Linked DNA regions of Ovis aries: region 1 is linked to region 2. A link is a contact called in public Hi-C data. All regions are on one chromosome and are shown on one strand. The core of a region is the stretch at or near the end of the contact, and the rest is flanking DNA. Distances in the headings are between cores, read along the strand shown. Region 1 overlaps ABCA1 (ATP binding cassette subfamily A member 1). Region 2 has its middle 98 kb from the start of SLC44A1.

The links. Hi-C and Micro-C count contacts between places; a contact is called where the count stands out from the background.
Region 1: a Hi-C map of omental adipose tissue shows a contact between it and region 2, with 2.0 times the contacts expected there. The contact joins two enhancer-like sites. A contact is called at or near these places in 4 of 16 Hi-C or Micro-C datasets (hypothalamus, muscle, omental adipose tissue and 1 more).

The regions. Positions count from the first base shown.
Region 1 is chr2:18,155,067-18,157,784 of ARS-UI_Ramb_v3.0, forward strand. The region is part of intron 7 of ABCA1 (ATP binding cassette subfamily A member 1); the gene reads left to right. Among named protein-coding and RNA genes, the nearest start is that of ABCA1, 54 kb to the left of the region's middle. Within about 2 kb of position 1,280, at least 41 of the 54 cell types and tissues checked have an H3K27ac peak or open chromatin away from gene starts, as enhancers often do.
Region 2 is chr2:17,896,209-17,898,908 of ARS-UI_Ramb_v3.0, forward strand. It overlaps the pseudogene LOC105606854. Among named protein-coding and RNA genes, the nearest start is that of SLC44A1, 98 kb to the left of the region's middle. Within about 2 kb of position 1,388, at least 5 of the 54 cell types and tissues checked have an H3K27ac peak or open chromatin away from gene starts, as enhancers often do.

The sequences.
Region 1 (2,718 bases), core at 30-2,529, 260 kb after region 2:
GATTAATTAATTAATCAAATTAATCAAATTCCGTTCTATGTAGAATAAGGACTATGTAGTTCCTGGAGCTGTGATGGTCCCGTGGGTCTCAGAAGACTCTGGCTTCCCCAGGACTTGCCATAAAAGATCAGGAAGCACAACCCTAAATATTGTAGTTTCTCTAAGGAACTCTTCACTTGTGTCAGCTAAGACCTTATCAACATTTGTTTTGTTTTGAACTTGTTTAATTTCTCCACTTGTATTTTCTGTTTGGGCAAATTCCAGTAGATAGTGAAGGACAGGGAAGCCTGGCTTGTTGCAGTCCATGGGGTCACAGAGAGTTGGATATGACTGAGCAACTGAACAACAACAAATATTCTCTTCCAGTATGTGTGAGTCAGTATTCAGGGCATTCTATACTGTCATTACTGTTTACCTAATCCACCCCCTAGTATAGCTATCTCCATTTACAGAAGAATGTAGGGTTGGAGAATTTAAGCCTCCAAGGGCCTGTAACTGGAAAATTCTGAAACTGAGATAGGAACCAAGTTAGCCAGACTCTAGAACTTGGAATCTTTCAAGAGTGTATCAGTATCCTTGGCAAGCCCTCACTGTAGAGAAGGAAACTTCTGGATTGGGAACCCTGGCCCAGATGAACAGCAGGAGTTCCCGAAGCTGTGTGCACCCCGGCTCCCAGCCTCCTCTAATCTGCTCTAAGGAGTCACCCCAGGGAGCAGCCAGGTCACCCTGTCTTACCCCCTTCTCCAGAATCCTGAACTTCCCAGGGAAGCCCTGGTTTTCCTGAGGAGGGTCCAGCTATCTCAGTGAAGTAGGCAGGAGCTATCCTTGAAGAAGAAAGTGGAGCCCTAGCATCAGAAAAACCCTGAAACAACAAAAACTACCCTAGAAGACACCTGAGTATGTTTGTTCCTAGCTCTTTTCTGGCGGAGAGATGTTTCCCAGTCATGTTTATACAAGGTCCTGCTTAAGCCGAGTAAAGCCAGGAGTGAGAATCTGGCCACAGTTTCTCTAGGCCGTTGCCCCTGGAATAGGGTCAGGGCTGGGAGACCCTTCTTGGGTCCTTTTAAGAAGAATATCTGGGTGTTGGAAGCTGACATGATCTTTCTCTACTTCTCTCTTCTCTCTCTCTCTTTTTTTTTTTTTTTATTTGCCTCTTCCACCCACTTCTCAAGCAGCTGATCGCTGTGGTTCCTTTTCATGTTAAACAAAAGAGACTACAGCGATCTTGTAACTGGAGCCGGGGACAGGAGGGCACTGACCGGGAGTAACCCCACTGCAGGCTCTGCTGAGGACTGCCCTCCTCCGCCTTCCTGGGCTGCTGCCCTGCCTCCTCGCTGCTTCTCCGCTGTGCTCAGGCAGGCTGGGAAGAAGCAGAAGGAACGCTAAGTGGCCCTGAGAGCATCCCCCCACATCCACCCCATGTATCCCCCTGGTGCAGTGATCCTCCCCGCCACACCCTTCTCCCCTGCCATGAAAGTGTTTCCTTAGCCTGCTCAGAGAGGCCCGGCCCTGAGGACTGGCAAGGAACTGAGGATTCTGTTCTGTTTGTCCTCAGCCCACAAACACACATTTCACTTGTTTTGTTCTTTGGACTCCAAGCTCCTGAATTGGTTTCTTTCTTTCTTTTTTTTTTTTCCCCTCCTTTTCTTTGCCCTACCTCCCTGCATACAAAGCAAAGCTCTCTGGAAAAGGACAGACCGCTGCTGGCTTCTCCAGGCAAAACCAAGGAGGCTGATTTCAGCTGATCAAGTATTTTGGTCCACATTGGAGTTATGGCAACAGGAGAACTCTTGGGGCCTTTTGCTGGATGGTGACTTTCAATCTTCTCTTCGGGCAGCAGGGACCCATGTTTAATTTAGTGACCGGTCCAGTTCCCTGATGACCATATTCTGTGACAGTGTTTATAGCCTCTCAGTTACCCTTGTAAACTCCTGAGGCTCTTTCCCTCCAAAAGACTACTTTCACTTTCTTGATCTTTGTTTTCACAACAACCTATGAATGTTACTAGCGCATCTTACATCTAAGGAAACTGAGACCCAGAGAGATTCAGAAACGGAGAAAAGTGAGGTTCACAATTGCACAGTTAGGAAACAGCTGAGCTGGGACCTGAATTCAGATATTCTAATGCCAAGTCCAATGCCGATTTAGCTTAATCCCAAGTGTACTTTTTAGTACCAACAATAAGACAATCCCTAAGATCTTCTATAACCCACACATTACAGATAGGAAAATCGAGGTCATGTCAGCTCACGTAGAAAGAGTTAAATGGCCAAGTAAGTGACTGTCTTTTCCATTAAGTGTTTTCTATCTAGTGTCCAATGACTGGTTTTTCTTACTAGTCATCTTCTATCTATGCCCATCCCTGCAGTGATGTTGTAGAGGTGATTATTCCCATTGATTCTCTGTAAAATGCTAGATTTCTTTATTCTTTTCTAAAGTTCTGATTAGGCAAACCAGTCAGCTTCAACCTTTTCTTCACCTTATAACAGTGTCAGCAGAAAGAATTCATAATTCTCTCTGACTCAGGAACTCAGCCAGGCAAATACATAACGCGCGCGTGCGCGCGTGCACGCACGCACACACACACACACACACACACACACACACACACACACCGTGGATCATAAATTCAATATTGACTTGGTTGGCAAAGTCACTTCTGTGTTCTTATCTATTCTGAAAGCATATACTTTAGGATCAGACTAGCACTGAAGCTAA
Region 2 (2,700 bases), core at 138-2,637:
ATATTGCAGCATGAGCTTTTTTATACATCTCCTCCATCACGTATGGAGTTATGTTGTTCTTTATGAATGGAGAGAATTGTTTCTTGTAGGCATCCTCATCCTCTTCAATCAGATAACACATGTAATCTGCAGCATTCTGCCCCATGATGTGCTTTCGGTGTACCTCAGCACTGAATTCTTTGTTTTCTGAATCATAACTAGGGAACCATTTGATACTGTGAGGGATAGACAAACCTTCATTGCCAGCTCCCTTCAGGGCCCCAGAAACTATTCTCAGTAGTGGTCCTGGCAAGTCCTGCATCGAAGTAACAGGTGAAGGTACCAGGTTGACTATCAACGCTTTCCACATTGTATTCCTCTCCAGTCACCTCGACTTGGCCTTCGTAAATTTTGTCCATACCAAACCTATTCAGAAGCCTGCAGGCCAGCAGCAGGCCAGTACAGTGTGCCACAGCATAATTTGTCAGGCCAACCTTCGCACCATACTTTGGGAGTTCGTGAGCATAAACTGCACAAACTGTTATATGTCCTTCTATACAGGCATAAGCAGTCTGACAAATGATATCTCTGTTACATGAATGATCATTCTGTAATTGGATGTGTTGTACTTATTTTTATCTTGGGTTACCAATCGTTTCTGAGCATAGTAGTCAGTTTTGCCCTCTTGCCGTCTGAATTTTACTCAGTATCTCTTGAAGTCAGCTGTGTTCTGGAAAACTTTAACCCCATACTGTAGAACGGAACCCCAACTCTGCAGCTTTCCACAGAGCTCTACGGTCCCATTCTTACAGGACTCACTCCAGTCAAGTTCATTTCTTGTCTGCAGACCTCTGGACCTAAGCTCTTTTCTGCTTCATTGTCATTATTTTTTCTAGATTAGAATGCCCTTTCTATCTCTCTAAATTCTAGCCATTTGTTTGATAAGACCCCACACTGATTTTTCCCTTTTCTGACTTCTGGTGGCAGTTCTAGTCTGTACTGTACTATACAACATTCGCAGATTTATTATGCTTTTCTAGGCTCAGCCCTTGATGCTGGATGGCAGTGGCTAACTTATCTTGCTGGCTGGAGGCTCTGAATACTTTGAAGACATATTGATAGTGAAGAAATAGCCAAGAATGATGCAGTGAGTTGGAATCCAGAGAAACAGACCAAGTAGACCTCAGTTGCAGTGGCTGAGAAACACTAGAGCAAGTAGAGGGGCATGCAGTGTGGATAAGCATAGACTGATTCTCTTATTCCAGTTGAGAGAATCGTAAAGAAGGGCTCTGGTTAGCTCTCCCAGGATCAAGAGCTTCATCCCTAACTAACCAAATGTGCTGGGGAAGACAAGGCCATGTAGGAATTTGCCATATGGATGGGGTGGGGTGAATAGTTCCTCTGAGGAGGGGTTTTGGCCAAACATGGATGGCTTATGGATATCTAATATATTAAAAGCACAGCAGTGATTGTCCACTGGTAATGTCCAGTATAGGAGTGTAGGTCAGTATGCTGGAAATCAGGAAGGAAGAACTATGGTGTAGCATACCACCCTTCCTATTGTTAGAACAGAGTCAACAAGTCTTTATGGAGACTCCCTGGGGACTTGATAATTGTTGGACTAGCCTTCAACTCTGTACACTGTCATTTTTTTTTTTCCCCCTGTTACATTAACCCTAGGACCTGTGACTCCATTTAGACACCCAACAGCCTTGACATTTCTCTGCTCTGCAAGGAACCACTGACAACTTGCACTGTTATCTTGGTCTTAATGACTGCTAAGTCACTTCATTTCCCAGAGGGAGACTGTGAAATCATCAACAGTGTCAGGTCACTGGCAGCCTTAAGCTCTGGATGGAATGTTTCCAGGAAGAAATGCGAGTGAGAAAAGGAGCTGGACACTTCCTTTTAGAGGAAGACTGTTAGCTCATCCTGGGAAGGTCAGCTGGATGGTGGCAGAGTATAGAAGTATTAGCATTAAATGCTTAACTCTGGACCGGTCTTCCCCAGCACTAGGGGGCACCAAAGTCAGCAACTTCCTGATTCTTAAGGCTGGTAGCATGTCAGCTGTTAGGAAATAAGATGAGGGACAAAGCTGTGAGGTAGGGAAGATGGCATGGCATGAAGACCCTGGCATGTCTAGGTCCCTTTTGTCCATCTCTACCTGCTCTGTTCTGGCTTCTGCTGGTTGATCTGGGCTCTCCAGCTGCCTACCTGCCACCGTACCCCTAATTCTTATAGCTGCTGGGTTTTTGACCCACTACTTCTTTCAGAATTTATGCCTTTGCTTCATTTGTTTGGCATGTGGATATTTGTTGGACTCTGCAGTGCTCCTTTGAACCTTGTCTTTTTGTGACATATTATGGAGGTGGTTTATCCAGGTGACCCAAGACAGCGCAAGCTCTGCATCCTACATCCTGGCACCTGGCTCTAAGCTTTCTAGTACAGCTTCCAAATATACTGGGTGGAGTTTCTTTCCTTGCTGGGCCTCCACAGTGCTGTAAAGGACTTAATCCTCCACAGTGCTGTATTAGCATTGCCTGTTAACTCATGACTGGATCCCCTCTAGCCCAAATCAAACGCATCTCTGTACCCTTGGCTTCTGTCACAGAGCCTGGCACAGAGCGGCATTAACCATGACTGTGAAGTGATTGGAAAATGCTCACTGTCACCTCTGAGTGTGGCCTGGACTTTTCCTCCAAAAATATGACTTGCTTTTCC